Regions from separate parts of the Gossypium hirsutum genome. Here region 1 is linked to region 2. Evidence: chromatin contacts called from public Hi-C data. All regions are on one chromosome and are shown on one strand. The core of a region is the stretch at or near the end of the contact, and the rest is flanking DNA. Distances in the headings are between cores, read along the strand shown.

Region 1 (4,561 bases), core at 1,104-3,603, 35 kb before region 2:
AAAAAACTTATATCAAATTAAACATTAAAACCAAATGTGCTAAATATAAAATACTAACTAGAGGTGTGCATGGGCTGGGTCAGGCCAAGTTTGGGCCGGGCTCAACTAAAAATTTAGGCCCGTTCGCTAGGCCTGGCCCAAAAAATAGGCCTAAAATTTTGTCCAAGCCTGACCCAGATAAAAATGTTAAAACCCAGCCCAACCCGGCTCGCCCATATTACTTTTTATATTATTTTTATATAATTTTAATATATATATATATAATACATCAAAAATACTAAAAATATCAAAATAAATATTTCTCAACAAATCGAAAATAAATTTTAACCTCTAAAATAATAACAAAATTAAAAATAAAATAAGTTTTATACAATATCTAAATAATAACAACAAAATAGTAACAACATAATAGTAAAATGGTTGCAACATAAGGAGAAAACAACAAGAAAATAATATAAAAAAAAACAATTTTTTTTGTCCTTTAGTGAATTTAGGCCGGGTTGAGCTAGACTCAGGCCAAAATGCTTTATTCGAGGCCCGGCCAATTTTTTAAACGGGCCTTATTTTTTTGTCTAAACCTATTTTTTGAATTTATATTTTTATTCAAACCCTCGTATATTTCAGGAGGACCTTAGGACCGGGCCAAATGACCCGACTCATGAACAAGTCTAATCTAACCAGACAGTGTGATATAAGTTCGTTAATCCGAATAAAATAGATTTTATAGCCGACCACATACATTTTTGGATACTTTAATTTTGAAAAAAAAGAAAATGATAATTGTACTGCACATCTGAGTTAGATGTAGTAGTACCAAGTACCAACTGAGCTCTCTTCACTTCACAGGCGTTTTCGTACACGAAACAAATCAACGTCATTTTCCTCACCCTGACAGGCGGTTGGTTCCACCGTTGCTTTCATTTTTATTTATTTCTTAAAATCCTATTTTCATTTTACCATTTATTATACCCATTTTCCTTTTGTCTTGTTTATTATCCATTTATATTCGCGATAATAAATAAATAAATACTCATTAAGAAAAATTGAAAAATAAAAAATCGATTCGAATGGGAGTGTTTAAATGATTATTTAATTTTTGAAAATTAACATTTGCGTATATTTATACTAAACAAATGTTATTAAAAAATATGAGTGTCAAATCTTTAATAGTCATATTTAACTTCAAGTTTGAAAATAGTAAGATTTCCGTTGGGCATTTTCCTTCTTACTTCATGGAAAATTCAATAAAAAATTATATAAAGATGTAAGAAACAGAACATCATTAGAAAATTTCAATGCAAGTTGCAAATCCCTATCAATAGCTTACTAATCTTTGTTTATTCCTTAATTTACTATAAATTATTCTTCTTTGATATTATCCATACAAAAGAAAATAATATTTAGAGAAATAAAAATATTATCCCATTGGAGACCCTACATAAAAGACAACCCTTGCTTTTATATCCTTGCTCAATCATAATTTTTAAAAATAATATATATAAAATATTAATAAATAATTATAAATTATAAATGAATATTGAAGAATTAATTTTTTTTGAAAATAAAATTTCAAGTGATAATGTGACACAATTTCAAAGTATTATGTCATCATATTTTAACAGAATCTAAATTTAAAGACCAAATTGAAAAACTATCAAATTTTGAGACTAATATGGATAAAAAAAATTTAGAGACTAAACGGAAAATTTGCTAAATGTTACCTTGTCCTCAGTTATATTATTCTATATCACGTTTCAGAGAAAATAAGAAGAAGATTAAATTTTGCTATTAGTCCCCATATTTTATGTTATGGATTTGATCCCTTACTTTAATTTGGTCATTTTTTGTCTTTATATTTTTTAATTTTTTAATTTCAGTCCTTACGAAAAGATAATTGTTAAATTCATTTAGTTAAGTTCTGTTATTTTCAAAATCTGATGTGGCAAACATATTATCATATGTGTACTACTATGTCAGCTTGTTTTTTCCACACACTACACACTAAAAATCTAGTTAATGGATTAAATACTGTCATCTGTGTCAAGATTGAAATTTCAAAGCTCAATAAGTATAAGGACTTAGAATGATCCAATTGGAGAATATGGACTTACAACGATACACGTTGTATAGAACTAGTAATTGAATTTAAACAAACAAATTTAACTGCTACTATTTGGTTCAGGACTAAAATTTCAATATCCGAAAAGTACAAAGACTAAAATTGATTACACTAAAGTACAAAGACTAAATCCACAACTTTCACAAAGTACGAGGAATAATAGGAAATTTTAACAAAAAAATGAAAAGGACATTCTGGTCATTTTCTTTGAACTTCAGTTAAGAGTTTCAGACAAGAATCTCCAATATATAGCTCGACAGATATTGCGAAATATCACAACTGAGAAAAGCAATGACAAGCCAAGTGAAATACGTTTCCGGTATTCTTCTCAATCTGTTCATCATCAGTTATGAACAAAAAAAATCAGTTATAATTCTTATGTCATTTTATTAATTTCCTTCTTTGATTTTGTTTTTCTATTAATGGGATTCTGTTTCTATGTGGCAATAGAAGAGATGGAAATGGAGAAAGAGCAAGGACTGGAATGGATCGAAGCTCAAAAGATCGAAATTAGTTTGAACCTTGCAGGTGCTGCCAAGAACCAGCTTGAATTCCTCGCTGCTGTCGATAGGAACCGTTGGCTCTACGATGGCCCTACTCTCCATAGAGCCATTTACAGGTGATCACTTTCACAGCTCAATTTCTTGATTGTTGCTAAAATCATCATTTTTACCATTTTCAAATTCTGGGTCTTTTTGGGGATTTCATTTTGTCTAAGTTTCTCCAAGTTTTGCATTTGATTCCTAGCTTAAACCCTTTTAATTGATGTGCATTTTGAATCAAAATTTGGGTTGTTGATTTTTTTATATATGCTAATTTTTAGGTACAATGCTTACTGGCTTCCCTTGCTAGCCAAATGTTATGAAGAACCCATTTTGGAAGGGCCTTTGGTTGTTCCTCTTGATTGTGAATGGATTTGGCATTGCCATAGGCTAAACCCAGTATGTCTCTAAGCTGAAATTTTTTGCTTGTTTTATTTTTTGTAAGTTGAAGTTGGCATTTTCTTGTCTTTTTAAATCAGGTTCGTTACAAGTCTGACTGTGAAGAACTCTATGGGAAGATCCTTGACAATACTAATGTTGTGTCTTCCCTTCGAGGCGCATGTAAACGGCAAACCGAAGAAATTTGGAACAGGCTTTATCCGAATGAAGCTTATGACTTTGATTTCACCAAAGCCTTGTCTGAAAATGCCTCTGAAACACTTTCTGGACTTGAAAAACACACTGAATATGATCTAGTTTCAGCTGTTAAAAGGCAGAGTCCTTTCTTTTATCAGGTGAGTCCGGGAATGATCTAAATCGTTATCTTTTTAGTAGCATTCTTCTTTGACAATCTGCCTAATCTTGTTTTCGGCTCTAGGTATCCAGAGCGCATATGAATAACAATATCTTTATCGAAGAAGCTGTAGCTAGGTATAAGGGTTTCCTTCATCTGATCAAGAGGAATCGAGAGAATTCGACAAAGCGCTTTTGCGTTCCAACCTATGACATCGACCTTATCTGGCACACACACCAGTTGCATCCTGTCTCTTACTGCAAAGATTTGAATACAGTACTTGGTAAGATATTGGAGCATGATGATACAGACTCAGACAGAACTAAGGGGAAGAAGCTTGATGTCGGATTTTCGGGGACTACTAAACAGTGGGAGGATACATTCGGCAAAAGATACTCGAAGTCGGGGGCCATGTATAGAGGGAATTCTCCATCTCCTCTTGCAGCTATTCCTTGCATTCCCGACATTTTACCTAAGAAAATAGATGCAACAAATGAGTTTCCGAACATTATTAAGCTTCCTGAGATGAGGATTGTAGAGGTAGTTTACCTATATTTAACCTGGACCACGGTACCAATGCTGCTTTCGTATTTTAAAGGTCATTTCTCATTATGTTTGATGCCTTTTTTCAGGTACTTTTGGAGATTGTTGCAGTTAAGAACTTACCGGACGAAAAGAAGGGGAATCTCTTTGTCTTGTTAAGTAAAACTCAACCCGATGTATTCTGTAATACTAAGCAGAAACTGACTATTTTATCTGAGTCTGGGAAGAAACAGGTTCTTTTATTTCAGTGTGAACCTACTGGTGAACTGCATTTCGAACTCGTATCAAATTCAGCTTCCACTTTACCAGTAACAAAGACATGCAAAACTCTAGGCACTGCTTCACTCTCCATAGAAGAGTTTCTAGATCCGGTTTCCAAACTTGCTGTGGAGAAATGGTTGGACTTGGTACCCCCTTCTGGAAATGGATCTTCAAAACCGATTGGCCTACGTGTTGCTGCTTCCTTCACAGTTCCTACAGCAGCACCACATGTGCTTCACATGGTTCGATCCCATCCTTTTTCGAAAGGTTCTTGTTTTCAGCTCCCTCTTACCGGAACTGTCCCAAGTGGCAAGAGCTATACCCGTGTCATTGATGAAACTCAAGCTGAGGTCATAAGACTTC
Region 2 (4,558 bases), core at 785-3,284:
TTTTGGTCTTTAAGGACAATGATATTTTCCTAGAGGGCAGTAATTGTTATGGGGTAGAATTTCAATCAAGAAAATATGATGTATGGGATGAAACGGTGCATTAGACTTAAAGGATCTTAAACAGTGTGTTTTGCTTTTAGTTAAATGGTGCGTTGTAAACACAGAATAAAACTTAGTGAAATGCTGCGTAATGTCTTTAGTGAAATGATGAACAGCATCAACAGACTAACTAGAAATTGTAACTAACTTTGCCACGTTTGCTTTCTTCTTCTTTTAACCTTTAGTTGTAAGGGAAAATGGTTATCGAAATACATACACAAAAAAGTTACAGAAAACTTCTCTTTTTCTCTTTTTTTTTTCTTCTATTCTCCTTATTGTTCAATCTTAGATTTTAAAGTGTATCAATGAAATTAGTGTTGGCACACACCCTTAGATCTCTCAATAATCCACAAAATAAAAAAAAACAAAAAGAGGAAATTTTTTTATTCCCAGTGTTAATGATAAGGTTGAGGTTGAGAAGAATATGAGTCTCTAAGCTGCCATTAGTTTAGACAAAAATCTCAAACCATTCGAACTGTTGAATTTTAATAGTAAAGAAGGAGAATTTAAGATCTTTTTTACTGAAAAAAGACTTATCATCATTTTCATCATACTCTTTAGAGTGTATATAGAAGAACAAAAAAATCAGTTGTAACAATTTTGCAGATTTTTAAAAGACTAACTACTTCAAAATACTAGTACTCTTATTCAACAAATAACCAATAAATTAGGATAATTGTTTCATATTAATTTGACTAAATATCCTAACTAAGATAACAGAAAAACAATATAATTAACACCCTCCCTTAAACTGATTTTTGCTTAAAACAGTTTAGGATTTATTTGTTTTGAGAAATCCTTAATCAATGCCTTAAGGAGAACAAACTCCAAGCATCTTTCTTATTTTTTCAAATGCTTTTTGTTTAAGTGGTTTGGTCAAAATATCAACAATCTATTCATTGCTCTTGTAGAACTACAACTCTATCTTCTCTTCCTTGCATAAATCCAACAAAAAATGAAAATGAACATCACTATGTTTGCTTCTCCCATGCATCACTGGATTTCTTGACAGCTTGATAGTTGGCATATTATCACAGTTTATAATTGTTAGACCTTTTTGCTCAACTCTAAGTATTTTGAACATATTTCTAAAATACAATGCTTGACCCGTACTTGAAGTTGCTGCCACAAATTCAACATCGGTTATGGAAAGTGTAACTATTTGATGCTTCTTTGACAACCATGATATTACACTTGAATTAAACATGAACACATAACCGGAAGTGCTCTTACGATCATCAATATCCCCTGCATAATTACTATCAATATACCCAAAAAAATTAACCCATGCATAATTACTATCAGTATACTCAAAAAAATTAACATCAATATCATTTTTGTAAAACACACCATAATTAACTATACCATTCACATATCTCAAAACTCTTTTAGCTGCATTGAGATGCATTTCAATCGACTTTTCCATGTATCTACTAATTAAACTCATTGCATACATGATATCAGGCTTGGTAGATGTCAAATACATGAGGCAGCCAACTATTTGCTTAAAATAAGTGTTGTGTACTTCCTTCCTTCATCATCTTTGTGCAGCTTCAAATTAGGTTCAATTGGTGTAGCAAATGGCTTGTAATCTGTCATTTTGAACTTTACAAGAATCTCATGAGCATATTTCTTCTGATAAATAAAATTACCAACAGAAGTTTGAATGATTTATAATCCCAGAAAGTATTAATCCTAGATTGATCATTTCAATCTCTTTCATCATAGACAGCTTAGACTCATTAAACATATCAACATTATTACCAGTAAATATCAAGCCATCAACTTAAAGATAAACAATAAGCATTTTACGTCCATCAGACTTGGCATAAAGGGTATGCTCAAAAGGAAATTTCTCAAATCCCTACTTTGCAAAATGAGCATCTATGCGACTATACCAAGCTCTTGGTGCTTGCTTTAGCCCATAGATAGCTTTCTTTAGTCGATAAACCTTCTGTTCTAAACTTATCCTCTCATAACCAGATGGTTGATCAACAAACACTTCCTCTTATAAGTTGCCATGCAAGAATACAGACTTAACATCTAATTGAAGAATCAACCATGAATGTTGTGCTGCAAGCAAAATCACTAATATGTTTGTATTCAGCCTTACAGTTGGAGCAAAAACTTCTTTATAATCAATCTCATGCTCCTGCTTATAACCTTTTTCCACCAACTGAGCTTTGTGTTTGTCAATTTCACCTTTCTCATTCAACTTCGTCTTGAAACCCCATTTAACACTAATGTATTTTAATCCTTCGGGTAGATCTCTCAGCTCCCAAGTGTGATTTTTCTCAATGGACTCAATTTCTTTATCTGTTGCCTCATGACATTTCTTCTCTTTTACAGCATCATAAAAAGCGATTAAATCACTGACATGCATCGCGCATGTGCAATAAAATAATGAACTTAAAAAATAATTTTTAAAGTCTGATTTTCTACAAGCGTACAAGTCAATTGTAATATTTATAGTGTTATAATGAAACACTAGAGCATTCCAAGGATAGCTAGGATAACCAAGAGAGGTGGCGATTAAGTGATAGCTAGCATACACTATCGAGTCTAAGGGGCTAATAATACGATTTTATAGTATGACAATTCATTTCAAGAAAAGATTGCAAGAAAATTAAATATGCTACTCTAATGACTAAATTGTAAAGAACATAAAACTAAGGGAATATTCAGTAAATAACTAATAGTGGTTGATTGATTTCGATGTGGTTCACCGGCCTTCAAACAATAGACTTAAATCTTGTAAATTACTAAATGGCTCCATTTTATTTTCTGATCTCAATTTTACCAACTAAGACGAATTAGCTCCGATTTATCTTTCGATCTCACCGGTTAATCTGGGATTAATGAATGGGTGTGCGACAAGATTACCTTCCAATCTCACTTGCCTCGATATTCCCTTAGAGGCGTCACTTTCTAAGTTTTTAGGTCTATTCAATTTAGTCTAATTTATTATGATTTTGTCTTTTGTCCAAAGATTTCGATTTACCCACATCTCCATTTACCAACCCCTTTGATGTTTAGCTACTCATGCTAAAACTAAAAGAAATGAATATGGAGATGGAAAACGAAACAACCACGAAAGTAAAACTTAATAAAAACATGAAAGTCGATATTTTTATGAAGAAAACTTAAATAACATCAAACTAAAAGCATTTAACAAGAAAATCTAAAGTAAAAAACATAAACGGAACAAGTTTTAATATATTTAAAGTAAAAGAAACCGAAATACATTAAACTAAAGCTTAACATGTCTTGAAACTAAGGTACATGGACTGAAAATGTAAATAAACCTTAGCTACAGTGATAACTAACTTAACTAACACTAAAAACATCAATAACAAGAAGTAAATGTAGAAAAATAAACTCTAAACTAAGAAAGAAGAAGAAAAAAATAAAAACCCTAGAAAAAGTACAGAAAACTAAGAAAAACCTAGAGAAAACTAAACCTAAAACTAAACAAGTATGTATCCTCCTCAGCCAATTTCAGTTGTTTTAAGCTGTCACCTGATACTTTTTTATTACCAAAAATGCCCCTACACAGGCCTTATATGATTGGTGGATCGGGTGGACAAAGGCTACATTTTTTGTCAAAGTTTGTCCCCCTAACAAAGACAGTGTCACGATACCCAAAATTGGATATCGTGACATCTCAGGCAATGTCGAGCCTTGGGGTCACCTTTGAATGGTGGATATCGTGATACCCAAAGAGGATATTGCAATACCATTGATGGGAGTCTTTCTCTTCCATATTGTTAGAGATATTGCGATCCCAAGGTGTGGATATCACAATATCCTTTCACTTGGTATTGTTCTCACTTGTTTTTTACCTCCAACACGTCTTTACACCACTCAATCACACATTAGACCTCCCAATAGCACTATTGGCCAAATTGGGTAAAAAAATGGGAAAAAACGAGCCATTTTCACTTGTTAACTAGAAATCTAAAAATAATAAATATAAATATATAAAAGACCTTTTTCTTGAGAAAAAGCTCCGTAAGTATGTCAAAAAAGCCTGATTTGCCATATCAATTTGTGGCAGATCAATCACTATCAACATATAATACACAATAAGCATCATCATCTGTACTAATATCATCGCACATCACCCATGCATGCCTTTTCCTTGAGTTTTCATCCCTCAAATTATATCTCATTTCTTCTTCTTCTTCTTCTTCTTCTTCTTCTTCTTCTTCTTCTTCTAAAATTTTATCAAATTGAGCTAGAATTTGAGGTAAAGTTGATTGTTGCTCATGTGATGCTAGTGTTTTACCTTGAATTTCACCAGCCTCTACCTCATCAATTGAAACATCCTCATTCGGTATTAAACTTGGAACTGAATTGTCATCAACCCAATCCCATATAGCTTATTCATCAAATACATGTCTTTATTGATTATCACTTTCTTCGTTGAGAGATTAAATAACTTGTAAGCTTCCGAAGT

Evidence for each region. Hi-C and Micro-C count contacts between places; a contact is called where the count stands out from the background.
Region 1: a Hi-C map of seedling shows a contact between it and region 2, with 1.5 times the contacts expected there. The contact joins the promoter of LOC107950492 here to the enhancer-like site in region 2. A contact is called at or near these places in 5 of 34 Hi-C or Micro-C datasets (leaf and seedling).

What each region holds. Positions count from the first base shown.
Region 1 is chrD03:3,878,435-3,882,995 of Gossypium_hirsutum_v2.1, reverse strand. It overlaps LOC107950492 (glycine-rich domain-containing protein 1), which reads left to right and starts at 2,353. Exons shown (of 9, transcript XM_016885340.2): 1 at 2,353-2,438; 2 at 2,570-2,738; 3 at 2,943-3,060; 4 at 3,141-3,395; 5 at 3,479-3,934; 6 at 4,027-4,561. The coding sequence starts at 2,411.
Region 2 is chrD03:3,842,802-3,847,359 of Gossypium_hirsutum_v2.1, reverse strand. No RefSeq gene overlaps it. Among protein-coding and RNA genes, the nearest start is that of LOC107950494, 4.3 kb to the left of the region's middle. Within about 2 kb of position 2,034, at least 1 of the 9 cell types and tissues checked has an H3K27ac peak or open chromatin away from gene starts, as enhancers often do.